2 separate regions of the Gasterosteus aculeatus genome follow, and region 2 is linked to region 1. Evidence: chromatin contacts called from public Hi-C data. All regions are on one chromosome and are shown on one strand. Each heading gives the region's core, a stretch centred on a gene start, on an enhancer-like site or on the middle of the called end of the contact. The rest is flanking DNA. Distances are from core to core; before and after follow the strand shown.

Region 1 (7,320 bases), core at 4,743-7,242:
TCGCAAAAAACAAAGTACTGGAGTGGATGAAAGGCCTGCTCGTTGGAGACTTCAGAGAGCAGGATCAGAGTCACGGTGCCTCATTTCCATTCCTTTTTTTCCACATTTACACCCCTTCCTCATGCAGCGCTCAGGATGAGAGAGCGCAACAGAAACAACAACAAGCGCCTTTGCCGTCCATTTTCTCTCACCAGCAACGTCTGTCAAGGCGCAGGCAAAAAGCTGAACTAAAATGACTGAACTACTTAAAGCGAGTTACACTCAAAGTGGGGATTCTTCTCTGGTGTACGTCCTCTGCTGAAGGATTTCATCAGATGTGTTTGAAGGACTAACCATATAACCTAAATCATCCATGCTGCGTTTGCCTGAAACAGCTGGTTGTTGACATCAAATGTTCCGTTGAAACAAAATAACTCATAAATCCAACTGCCTACACAGCATAACCATTAATGATAGTTAAGTATTAATGATTTTGTAAAAACTGTAAATTTATGTCTCTTTAAAGCATGATCTGTCTTCCGGTAATGAATTTACTCGTAAGATTACCTTACATCGAGGGAGAAACTAGGATTTATTCAATAGATGCCAGGAAATTATTCATTATTGAAGTATAGTATTAAACATTGCTGACTAGTCTCCAATGTTTTTTATGTAAGATGGTGCCTCTCCCCTTTAGTCGAGTTAAAGAAATTCAATTATTTTGTGCTGGATGTGGAAACACCACCAAAAAGAAAAACATCAAATGCAGCATTTCATCGTTTGCTGAAGCTGTCAAATTTCTGCAGTTAAGCAACGTAGAAATCGTCCATTAATGGTGCAGACACTGCAGTCCAAATGAACTGTACACATGCAAATCCAACAGTTCCTCACTACGTTGCATTAGATCTTTATTTAAGTGTACTCTCAATCAATTTGTTCCTGTTTTTTTTCAATGTGTTCTGAAATTCACAAGAGAAGCTCTTATGAGCAAATATAACGGAAGAATCTATTATGGGCGTCGTTATTTTCCATTTGAGAATGAAGAGCAATTTCTATTAAGAGCAACAATCAAGAATTATATCCTGAAAATTTCAAAGATAATTTCTCTAATTTCTCATTGTAGAGAATAATCTCAGGTCTCAAGGAGAATCATGAGTCAACAAAGGGAAAGTAACTGCCATATAATTCTTTTTTCAAGTGTCTATTTTGCAATGTATTCTTTGCAAAACATGACATGTATGTACAGAATGTGCATACATATTTTAAAGAACATAGAGCATCACCAGATTTACACAAATACTTTAAAGAAATTTTGCCTCATTGTGACATATTACCCCAGATCCATAAAATCTGGAAATCTGCTCAGACAAGGACTTGGTTGTAGTTAATTTGCATGTACTGTTGGGACATTAAGTAGATTATGTTTGACTTGGTGGGCCCGGCTGTGGGCGGAAATTATATTTCTCTCCATCAGGTACCCCGGGTGCATTGATTGCCTCTGTGTCCTGTGGACATGACCCTGTACTCATTTACTGAATGTTTGTTTGGCACTGGAATAATAGGGATTTGTTTACAGTTTGCATCCAATGTTTCCTGTGGACGTTTGCTCTCCTGTTGACCGTTTACAGGACTTCTGTTCTGTAAAGATTGTATTTCAGAAGTTATTCTCTGGATGGGGTTTAATGAAAGCATGTCTGCATAAGGTTGTCGTGCATTGTTCTCCGTTTTAATTTCCATGTGTATTTCTTATATATAATTATTTATTTGGCCTTCTCCGAAACCGCAACCGCAACCGCAACTGCAGCTTAACTGGTTAGAGTATTGTGATCAGTGATGAGACTTTGGGGAATATCTAGTGTATATGTCCCACTTTGTATTTAAGTATTAAATCACAATGAGGAAAATAATTGTACCAATGTGTGTTTTGTTGTGGATATTTCTTTAAGTGATCATTATTCTATTGAATACTATGCCAATCTTATACAGTGTACACGCAAGGCACAATAATATAATCATTGCCTCTTCATAAAATTCTGCATTATATCTATGGGCAAAGGAAAGATGATGGTAGAGTTCTTCTCTACTGCAATGCTGCTGAGGGTCTGCAGGTATCGCAGCTGAAGGGCAGAGGGTGACTCTGCAATAATCAGGGAGGCTTCTTTCAGAGCCCTGGAAGCGTTCATCTCTCCTTCTGCAGCAATGATCTGCAGCACAGACAGAGAACCGTTATTTCCAATAGTCCTCACTGCATTGAGAGGAAATAGTCCCAATGCCCTCTTTACCTTCGCTCTGGCTTCCCGACTAGCCTCTGCCTCTGCCGCCATGGCTCTCTGCAGCTGGTGAGGCAACTTCACGTCCTTGATCTCCACACGTTCCACCTTAATACCCCACCGATCTGTAGCCTCATCCAGAGACTCCTGGGAGAATATCAAATCCCAAATACTCCAGTCATATAAAACCCTCCTTGTTATGCTTCATTCAAATAACTACAAAATGCGCTCTTCAACTCCTGAGGTGTATGTTGCACTTTGGCCTTCATGAATTAAAGTTTAGGGGTTTTGGTGGTACATGACTTCTCTGGTTCAATCTTAGTGCGACCATTAACTTTTTAGCAACAGGCAGAATTAAGGACAGTAGATAAAAAAGGGTCAATTAAACATTCACACTTCTCTTATGCCCTGCAGCTGCTCATAAACTATATTGCCACCGTTTCTGCTCACCTGCATACTGAGTGATATACCCTCTCTGTCGGACAGCAGTTCTGCAAGGTTTTTGGTCCCCAGTGCATTCCTCAGGGTGGTTTGAGCCAGCAGCCGTGTAGATGAGTGTGCGTTGGACACATTGGCCACGGATGAGATGGGGCAGTTTATGCGAAAGTACACCACACCGTCCACCGACACCGTCACCGAATCTCTCGTTAGGATCTGCAAGTTATAAGAACAGCATTTTGCTGTGACTTTAATCACTTAAACCAAAGATGGCATTGAGAGAGTTCGTAGACAATATTTTTAAATTTTCAAAAACAAAAATTGTACCTCTTGTGGAGGGATGTCAAAGGACACTGTTCTCAGATCGACTTTCACAAAGGTATTAGTACAGGGCAGAACAAACATAAGTCCTGAAAATAAATTGAAAGTATTTCTAAATAATTAATTGTATGCCATACCATTGTTTAGTATTTAATCAATTTGTGACAGAAAAAGTCAGCATTAAAAACAAATTTAAAAGTCAAAGTCAAACATGATATTTGCATACCACATATGCAGAGAAATGGATTGTATAATAAAAAAATGTAAATAACATCATATTCCAACATGCCATAAAAAGGTATGGTACACTTTGAAAATGGAATGAAAATATAATATATGTAAATAATATTCACTTGAAAAATCATTGAATAGCATTCAAATGAAAAATCAAATGAAAGCATGCTTTTTATTGTCATTAGTAGTATGTTATTGTAACAACTGTAAACCCCATATGTGTAAATGGACTGAAAAATCCCTCGGAGAGCATGACAAGGTGCAGTTAGGATATCATTACCTGCCAAAACCGGTTTGGTACGCGAAGGATCTGTCAGCTAATCAGACAAATAAAGGCGGCAAGGATAATGCAAAACCACCAAAGACCAAAGCCAGAAACATGAAAAAACAGGAAAGTAGAGGATGATGGATGAAAAGACACAAAATAAATAACCTAAGGGGCTGGAAAAGACATGACAAGTACGACAAATAAAGCATCAAATGTAATGCCATAAGGAAATAACATTTTACAGTACTCCATCATAATACGTTCTTTTATAAAATAAAGTAACAGGACATACATTCATATATTATATGACATTCAAAAAGCTGTAAAGAGAAGTATCGTGCAGTATGTCACATTTAATGAATGAATCAATAAACAAACCTGGCCCTTTAGGTTTCCGGTCCGTGATCCGGCCAAGTCTAAAAATGACGGCCCGCTCGTACTCCTTCACTATCTGGATGTTAGAAACATGGACCAAAAGTAAATTAGCCTCAGAGTGAGTTAGACTAAACTCAAGGTCATAATGTGGGTTTATCCAAGCCCACTGTGTATAACAGCTTCACAGCATATCACATTCCCTTCTCTTGTTTGGCTGATAACCTGAAACCGATGTATGCAGAGCTCACATTGTGGAGACATGATTTTCCACACACACAAACATACCATCAGGGTAATCTTAACCAGTCTCCACATTTTGAGGGTAAAGACATTCACTTGTACAAAACAGAGGCATAGTCACAGAAGAGTTTTGCAGGATGGCAGAGAGGAGCAGACTAAACTATCTCAGTTCTGTATCTCACCTGCCATGGGCGGCCACTTTTATGAACCAAGGAACTCCATTTCTTTATCCCAAATATGCTATGCACCAAAAGCTCAGGCACTTTTTGTAACAGTTAAACTGTTGGAGCTTGCTAGTCATTTCTCTCCATGAGGGATTTCTAAAAGGATTATAAAAATAATATCCGTAGGTATCTGTATTGGCCTTTACAGACAATTACTGGCCTAACATCGATGGAATCAGTTGTGTACATTGATGAGAATATACTCTACCTTAACACACATAAATAATGTGATGGGGAAGGTCGCTGTTACAAAGAGGAAGGATATAAGGACCAACAGCCAACCGAAACATCCCAGTCTCCCTGCATTTTTATCTGCAGAGAATGAAATACACTTCACAAGCTTCAACTCGAAAACACAGAGGTTTGCAATTTGGCTAATTTGTCATGCCATGTCCTCACTTGTGACCATAACACGCTGTGGTCGCTTTGTTGACTCAATTTAACAGCGAAGGGATAAAATGGGACATTTCCTTTATCAAATATGACCCAAAGCATTCACACAATTGCGCAGTGTGAGGAAGTCGGTTCCATACTTCAAATCGGTCTCTAATGGTGTAATTAATCTAAAGTCATGTTCACTTCACATCCCCCTGAGTCACAACGTAAGCTACTGAATTATTGAAAACTGGAATTACTTGTCAACAATTAACAAGGATTCTTTATTTGTCTTAAACACCGCAGACAAACAACACCTATTGCACGTGACATGTTCACCCTAAATAACTCTCACAATCCTCTCGCTTTGTGTTCTCACAGGCAAAGTGCGAGACTCAAATTCTTTAAAAGATCATAAAAAGCATTTACCTTCGATGTTCTCCTCGCCGTTGATCTCAACTTTACTCTGTTTAACCATCTCAGCCGTGCTCGCCGTGTTCGAGTTCATTAGTGAACAAGTACTTTGTTTGGTGTGATGGAGCGAGTGAAGCAGTGCTGCAATGGTTTGTCCTTTCTCCCCGTAACTCCTTCCCCTCAGCGCCTGACACACATACACATGAACTCCCACTTGGTGTCCCAACAGGCAACATGATCCTCGGAGGCTGTGTGGACTCTGTATTTAATGCCTTAAAATTCAGCTCTGACCTCCATTGTAATCTTACATTCACTTCCAGGAAAGGTACTGACACCTGTTGCGTGCAAGTGATGAATAAACAATAACTGGCATCCAAATGGTGAAACATGAGAGCTGGTGCAGGCACAAAAAGTACCCGGGAGCCAAGTCCCTTTCTGTGACGAGAAGCTGCACGGCACGGGTGTGCTTTGGAGCCCTAACAACCGACATGGGAGCCGCCCGGTTGCCATCGCTATTCACTCAGGGTCCCTTTTATTGATTGTCACGTGATACGTGGTCACATGACAGCCAGGTCACATTACATGACAAGTTAAAGGTGAATCCGGGGGTATTTGTTTACAACACTTACACACAACGGGCTTATTTTGTACTTTTGTAAATTTTATTTTGATGGTTTTGGAGATGGTTATTACACCCCGGAAGATAATTCCTAGCAGTTTGCATTTTTAGGATGAACTGGATAAATGTACTTATCCTCAGTTTTGTTATAATGTGTTTATTACAGATTGCAGACGCTCCAATGGCATAATTTACAGTTGGAGTCTATTTTTTTTAAGAATATGTGTTGAGGTGAACACGGCCCTCTTGCGGTGACGCAGACAGAAACAAATTTACTTCAGCAAACCAAAAACAAAAACAAAACTGAAAAAAGATAGTTGGTGATGTTTTCAGTCCAAACATGCTCTGATAACTATCAGAAGTTGTAGGCTTTATCTAATTTGTGTTCTAGAGTTTGTAAAGTTTCCACGACTTTACCACAGGTTGAATATGGTGAGGTTAAATACATCTATATCATTGTTGTTGCATCGGAGGAGAGAAGCTGAACTGCTTGAATTTGCTCAGAGGACAGGTTGAGGCGTCTTTTGGTATTCCACTCTCAGACTTCTTGCTTTGATTTCAAAGACCTTTTTGAAATGGTAACTGATTTGGGTACCGGAAAAAACGAGACATCTTTTACCACAAGGAAGTATATGCACCGGTAATGTGTTACACTTTGAGTTTGAGGTGATGTTTAGATTAAGAATTAATTTCAAATCACAGCGGCCAGCAGAGAAGATTCATCTAATTTCTTCAAGTGCCAAGATGCTGCACCTCAGTAACCGGCTTTCTCTATCATGAGCTTGCGACGCATCTCACAGGCCCGGGAGAGGGCTCCGTTGGCAGGGGAGGTGCGGAGTCAGGCCCGAGCAGAGAGCGCTGAACCCTGTGGGACAAGTGAGCGCCAAGCACAGGTCGTTCCCCACAGATATGACGGGCCCCCGGCTTGGGGCAACAAGCAAAGGATCCGCTCTCTGCGTCACACTTAGACAGCCGCTGTTGCGTTCTGATCGTTTCAGAGTAAAAAAATACATCAGCTATAATGTTAAAATACTTAGGGACTCTATTTAAGTTTACAGGTCACAGGTTTGCATTAAAATTCTGACATGTCCCCTTGGGGTGAGTTGTGTTTGTTAAGGGATGCTTCATTTCTGACAGGTCAGCAGTTAACAGTTCAGTCATCGTATAATGCCAATGTTAATAGCGTTCATCTAAATTGTGATTTTCCCATATTAGACCTGTTCCATACACTCTGAGGCCATGTTGTTTAGTGCATCTCCTGATGGTGCAAATAGATGTTGCAGATTGTGGGACATGTGGTAATGACTAAGTACATTCAGCCATACGGAGCAACAATTTAATATTTCATTCGATCACTGAAAGTACTTTAAGTCAATGGATCAATGGAACAAAAAAGGGGATCAAAAAGAGCAAACGTGTCTTTCGCTGAATTTTTGTCAGGCTGACAAACTAAAAGCAGAAGAGATTTATATACCCGCAGCGTCTGATTGGTATACCTCATAATTGCCACGAGATGTCGATAGAGTCCACAGTGGGCGCAGTGCATCCAAACAGCTTCTAGTC
Region 2 (6,457 bases), core at 2,202-4,701, 49 kb after region 1:
ACAGTGGGAGCGCCTCGCTGGTACCCAACGCAAGCTCTCGAGATCCATATTTTTAATTGGCCAACGGGGAACAGAGTGCATTTGTTATGTAGTAATGTTTGATACCATTAGAGTTCTAACGTGAACTGTGAAAGGAAGGCAGTCTAAAAGTATATTCCCATTATTCGTGAACTCCAGGGGCGTTTTCAGAGTGCTGTTTTTCTCTATTTAGGTGAGCAGAGACGCAGACTTGAGAGATAGGTGGGAGAGAGAGAGCGAGAGACAAAGAGGAGCAGTGATTCCAGGGAACGAGTACGAGTGAGAAATGGACCAGAGGCTAATTAATGGCGTCCTGCCCATCAGTCCTCCCATGTCCATTAATAGAGAACATTAACCTGAGGTACAGAGTGCTCCTCAAGCCTGCTGCACTTCCTAGTAAACGTGACTCACAGAAAGAGCCCTCCAATGTAGCAGCTGGATGGAGCTAAAAGCGTATGAGTTTCCTGATCAGTGAGACAAATACTGGCGATCCCGCCGTCCAAACTCTCAATGTTCCGGTGGCTTTAGCTACGCCATCCGTATGACGGATGATGCTGTATAACCTGTTGAAAAAACCAGGTTGTAACGGGCCTGAATGTTACATTGTTTACTATTATTTTCCTGAACAGGAAGATCCTTTGTCAACACTTGGGACGGGAACTCACTTGATGGCTGCACTGAGCAGGAAGTTGAGCTGCGGCATCACAAGAGTGTCGGGTGACGACAAGTACCGATCGAACTGGACCTGTTGTTTTGTGTGATGAGGAAAAGATGCATCACAATTACATTTAAATATATTGATTCCTGCAGAGAGATTTTCCTCACCGTCACACACAGGGCAACTCACCATCGCTGCTTTCACAGAGGAGCTTTCCATGCTGGGGAGGAGCGACAGAGGACCCTGAGACGGAAAAGTCAACATCAGCGTGGAATCCAACTCAAGGTCAAAGTGTTTGAACAGCAACGACGTGGAATCTCAACTCATTCATTCACATTTGCAGGCAATGTTGAACTGTTTTCTCCCTTCCTCATTCTGCTGCCGACCCTTCGGGCAGCTACTAAAAATGGAAGTATGAAGAAGTGTGTGATGTCTGAATGAATTATTCTAACTCCAACCAACTAATAAGGAAAGTGTATTCTTCATTGGTTTAAGAGAACGTCCCATCATCAGTCCTACTGCTCCCCCTCCTTTGATGAAAACATTTGGGACTAGAGGGTCTGTCTCGTAATAATGTCAACTGCTGCATGTACATCAGCAGAGGAGACTTACTTTGTCACGCTGGATTACTTCTTAAACAGCTGATTGGTTGGTTGGTTCCACATTTGTTTCATGTCATGAGTTGTTGAAATTGAATTATAGGGTATTTGGATTAGCATAAGTAGGTAATGATTGTTAATTTTGATGATTTGATAACTCAAGTTTATATTTAGCCGTGACAGAAGATGTTTATTCCGAGGAAAATAAGTTTCAAAACTTGTACTCTGAATCACGACAGAAAAAAAGAAGAGAAATATCATTTTTCAATCTTGATAGCTAACGACACGACGGACTTTGTGGGAACATTACAGCTGCTACCTTGATGGCAATTAGTTGACACTGATTATCGAGAATGGCAACATTAAGTAAAGCTAAAATGCCTTAATTGCCAACAGTAAAAGCAGCAAATAGAAGGTAGTGCAAGGGTCACAGCTAGAGTGCAGCGGCTAGCAGGATTTTATGGGGATATGAGGACGTCAACAAACACGCTGTGAGCAAACTCATCGACTAGCTGCGAGCGAGTGCTGTTCTAATCCCGTTTGTCTTGTATGCGACTCGTTCGTCTGATGTATCACAGAACATAGCATATGAAACAACACAGAACAAGGAGAAAATGTATGGCTGATGTTGAAAGTAAACCTGAAAGTCTAAAACAAAGGGGATTGTTTTGATCTGGTGTGCCGTCCAGTGTGGACAGCTGGACGTAATCTTTTTTCAAGCAGAAGACTATTTAAAGCAAACAGACGAAGTCTGCGAGAAGAGTGACAGTCCTCGACTGAGCTTTGCGTCGCGCTGCAGCAGCAGGGTGTGGTGTGTCCTGACGTGACCCAGGGTTTTAAGACTTGCATGCTCGGCCACAGCTATGGGTCTCAGTTAACACGGTGTGTTACAAAGAGGGTGGAACAAACCAGGGCATCAGCGCTCTCATTTGCACAGGACCATTCTGGAGAAGCGCGTATATTTGTTATAGAACATAATGTGATCTGCCCCCATCTCTCTCCTTTTCCCATCCGAACATGTGACCAAAATGCTATTACGCCCTAATAAAGACACCGGTCATGTGGTAACCATAGCGATGGCTAGTGTAGAGCCTAGGGGGGTAGCGTAAACAATATCGTTAGGGCCTATAAAATATGGAAAGGGGACCATTAGGGACTCTAACAGGTTGTTCTATAACTTCATGAGCGAGTGCATGTGAATGTGGAGTTGAGTGCTCCGAGCGAGACCTGTTCAGCACTATGCTGCTGCACGCAGCTGTAGATGTAGCTCAGTCCGGCTCTGGTCAGCACGTAGGATGCTTGCTCGTTGATCAGGGTGTCAAGGTGAGCCTCGATCTAAAAAAAAAAAAACGCAGGAGAGAGTGGCTTAATATCCAGTCAAAGTCCGCATTGTGGACCTGATGGTACTTGTGGTTAATAGGTGACCACTGTGCTATTGATAATAAAACTTCCACAGGAGCTCTTGTGCTACTCAATTACAAAAGACGTGCTAAAAATAGAGGCTAGGGGGCACGTTTGAGCATGAACAACAATGCATGACGCACACCCTTTTATTGGACAGAAAATGGAATCTTTGAAATAAAGCATGTGGGCTCTGTGGGGTTTTAATGAAAGGAAAGATGATTATTTTTGACGAACAAAACCTCTACGCACGGACAATGTGAGAAATGCAAGCGGAGTGTTCATGTTAGATGACATTACTTTCAGTTCTGTAAATTAACATTCTGTCTGTCATTATTAGTTTCATACTCTTGACTACTTGTAATTCTAACTAATGGTTTGATACTAAAACTAATTCAAATGTGTGTGATTAGTGTTTGTTAAGACCGACCTGGAATTCGAGCATCTCAAGCCTCTTGTCAGTGAACTCAAAGAGAGCCAAGGTTGTCTTCATGACATACAGGGAGTTGACCATGTAGGTAGCCATGTCAGCAGTGCCCAGGTTACTGGCAGACACAGTACATAACTGCAGGAGGGGATCCAAGATGCAGGAGAGCACCTGGGAAAGATAAAGAGAGACAGATCGCTAAGGGGCGAGAACAAACAGTCACACATTGGCGTTCGATGTGACAATGCAGGGAGACGCGTCCGACTTTCCCACTGTTTGACCGCAAGTTCACCTGAGCAAAGTCCGCCTGGCGGGCATCCAGAGGAACCACCGACGAGTCGTGGGAGGCCAGCACCTCCCTGAGGAGTGAGAGGGTCTGAGTGAGGGAGGCCGTAGGTCCCAAGTCTACAGGTGGTAGCTCCACCTGCCGGGGCGGACAAAGGAGGAACAAGATGGTGCAAAAAGGGCGACGCGGCAATGCTTGTTCTCGCAGAGATTAGTTGCGCGCGTGCCGTCGCCTTCACCGAAGACGAGCGGTCCTCGCGGCGCCATGAAATTGTCAGGCTTCCCTAATGAGCAGCACGACGGGCCGAGTGTAAAGCTGCTGCCTCCTGCTGCTACTCGAAGCCTCAGCTTGTTCAGACTCAGTAGAGTTTTTCTTTTAATGAAGAGAGTTTCGCTTTTTTCATTGGCTGCTGGATACACAACACACAGCTGAGGCCGGCCACCGTCCTCCACCTAATGGAGCAAATTATCAGAGGGCTGTGTTCCCGGCATTAGCTGGAATTGACACCAAAAACCTGAGGGCCTCCAATTTGATTAACGCAGAGCTGCAGGGATCATTCTAGTAACTGCTATTGATCAGGACACAGCCAGCAAGTTATATGGAAGCGCTCCCGCTCGTGCTGAGGTATATTTGGAAGGCAATTTAACTGCACGGTAACGAGTTGGGTGTTTTTTGGCAGCAAGTGCCATTTTGATGCCTTAGCCTGGCAGGCTGAAAGTGTTTACAAGCACAAGTGCTTCAGAAATAGCCTCGTTGTCGAGGGTTGTAACGCAGAGCTTAAATACACACTGAGGGTTCAAACTGAACTTCTGTATCATCACCCAAGTGTTTCCGTGGAGGAGCAGAAAAGTCTATTTTAAAACTCCCTTTTCAGATTGTTTACCTTTATCTGTCACTTTCTCAAATCTTTACATGGCAAAACCATTTTGTGAATTATTCAAATAGAAATCCTCCTACTCATGCTATACCTTGTCCATGAGTCTGCTTGCATGAAGACTCAGGCTGTTGAAGAACATCTTTTTGCTGAGAATGTGCATTTCTTCAATAGTGATGAGCAGAGAGGCCACACTGGTCCCGATGATCGAACTGGACAAAGATCATGGATAATTTACAGATGTATGTCTTTTGATAAAAGTAAAAAAACAACCAACAATGCTCATTGGCCTAAAATGACATCTTCAACCTGCTTGTTTGTGCGTCTGACTGTTAAACTAAACCATTAACAAGAACAGAAAACAGACAAATTTTCACAAGAAATGTTTCAGCGTATGTATCGCAGACTGAGTGAGTTAAAACACCTGATGGTGTGGTGGTAGAACTTGAGCAGGTTGGACAGCTTGTAAAGCAGGACAGCGCCAGGCTCAGCCACAATGACCTGCTCTATCCGAACCTGAGGGACGGATCCAGAACACACACAGTGAGCACATGAGCAGGATGTGAGCAGAAAACGTGGTGCTACTCGGTAGTTCTTCATCACAGCGCCTTAAACCGGTTTGGCTTCTCACTTTGAGTGGCCTGCAGACTCCCTCAGTGATGTGTGCAACCACCTCCTGCAGGTTCTCCTCCACACCTAATGGCACACACACACACACACACACACACACAAGTATCAGGGAATCTGGGAATAAATACATCAACTGTACATTCAGTACATTCAGATTGTGTTTAAGCAAGTGACAACAATGCTATTGTTCAACTCAATGTAACTCAACTGAACCCAAGATTACACTATTTATTCATCATAAACCCAACATTTACTTTGGAGCAATAATTGTGAAATAATGGTTCCCAGCCTCCCACAATCAATGCAAAACGAATGTAAGTAATAAAAGGGAAATTCAACACAGAAATATTATCATAATATTATTGCAAAAATTAAAATATAGGAATAGAATTAAATATAAAACACATTATTAATTACAAGTTGATATAATATATGAAAAAGAATAATATACATATAAACAAGAGTGATGGATTGTTCAGAATTGATTGTATGAGGGAAATGAGCAGAGGATTAGTCGGGCTGAACTAAATGTACCGGCATTAGTTCTGCTGACCGCTCTGACCTTACAGAACCATTGGTCCCCAATTAGCAAGCTACTTGTGAGTCTGTGTGACATTTGCTGACACCGAAATAAACTATTCAACAAAGCAAACATTTACCAAGAAGGGCAAGACCAAAAACTAAAGTGCAAAAATCGTTTATATAGAGCATGGGGGGGGGGGGGGGGGGGGTTGTAACTCAAGGCGTGGGAGGAACCTGCCGTGATGGAGAACTGCAGAATGTGGGATTAGCAGGCAGGAAGCATCGTACCTGGCAGAGTGACTTGTTTCAGCAGAGCTTCCAGGTGCTCTTTCTCGGAGGCGGTGGCTTGGTGCAGCCAGGCCAGCATGTCCCCAACATACCTGAAAAAGCCCCAAAACAGTCCGAATCAAACAACGTGTCACCGAGGGGCCGACCTGAGGGCTAACCATACCACGCCGGGACCACAGCTACACTGAGGCATTGGTCATTGCTTTTCACACACAAACACACACTTCTGGTGTTAGATAACGGTGGAAAGCGGCACGGTTAAACTTGAATTACTGGGTGTCTGTGTGTGTGTGTGTGTGTGCGTGTGTGTGTGCGTGCGTGTGTGTGTGAGGGTGTTTGCAGGGACATAGGGAGGTGAGAAAGAACTTAATGTTCTCAGAACTGTTGATGCTTCCTATAAAGTGGAGGTGATTTTGTGTTCCACACATGCCTGGTATTCTGAGAAAATCTCCCATTTGGCTCCCGGGCACGGGGGGGGGAAGGAGGAAGAGGATGTTGTACGACAGGAAACAAATGGACACTTATAACATCTTCTCAAATGGGATTTTGAAAGTTAACAATCTGAGGAGTTCAGAACAAACTGATTCATAAATGATTATAGCAATAATCACACTCTAGTATATATAGATATACTATATATACTGTGTTTTAAAGGAATAGTACTGCATTTCTGTATCTTTTTCACCTTGATTCCATTTGAATTTTTGAATTAATTAAATTGAGTTTTGGGGTGTGTAATATTTTATTAGTGCGA

Evidence for each region. A called contact is a pair of places that touch in the nucleus more often than the background predicts.
Region 2: a Hi-C map of liver shows a contact between it and region 1, with 9 times the contacts expected there. The contact joins the enhancer-like site here to the promoter of stoml3a in region 1. A contact is called at or near these places in 5 of 6 Hi-C or Micro-C datasets (blood and trunk muscle, liver, skeletal muscle and 1 more).

The regions. Positions count from the first base shown.
Region 1 is chr1:15,171,929-15,179,248 of fGasAcu3.hap1.1, forward strand. stoml3a (stomatin (EPB72)-like 3a) reads right to left here and starts at 5,993. Exons shown (of 7, transcript XM_040184837.2): 1 at 5,154-5,993; 2 at 4,558-4,661; 3 at 3,889-3,961; 4 at 3,015-3,097; 5 at 2,700-2,903; 6 at 2,262-2,396; 7 at 875-2,183. The coding sequence starts at 5,232. The coding sequence ends at 1,992. It overlaps mtus2b (microtubule associated tumor suppressor candidate 2b), which reads left to right. Exons shown (of 15, transcript XM_040184730.2): 15 at 1-1,886.
Region 2 is chr1:15,223,095-15,229,551 of fGasAcu3.hap1.1, forward strand. cog6 (component of oligomeric golgi complex 6) reads right to left here. Exons shown (of 19, transcript XM_078102432.1): 10 at 5,704-5,795; 11 at 4,895-4,959; 12 at 4,688-4,779; 13 at 4,358-4,475; 14 at 3,396-3,527; 15 at 3,107-3,274; 16 at 2,503-2,610; 17 at 866-919; 18 at 684-763. Among protein-coding and RNA genes, the nearest start is that of cog6, 14 kb to the right of the region's middle. Within about 2 kb of position 3,452, at least 1 of the 9 cell types and tissues checked has open chromatin away from gene starts, as enhancers often do. A contact at or near this core is called in liver, where this site is marked.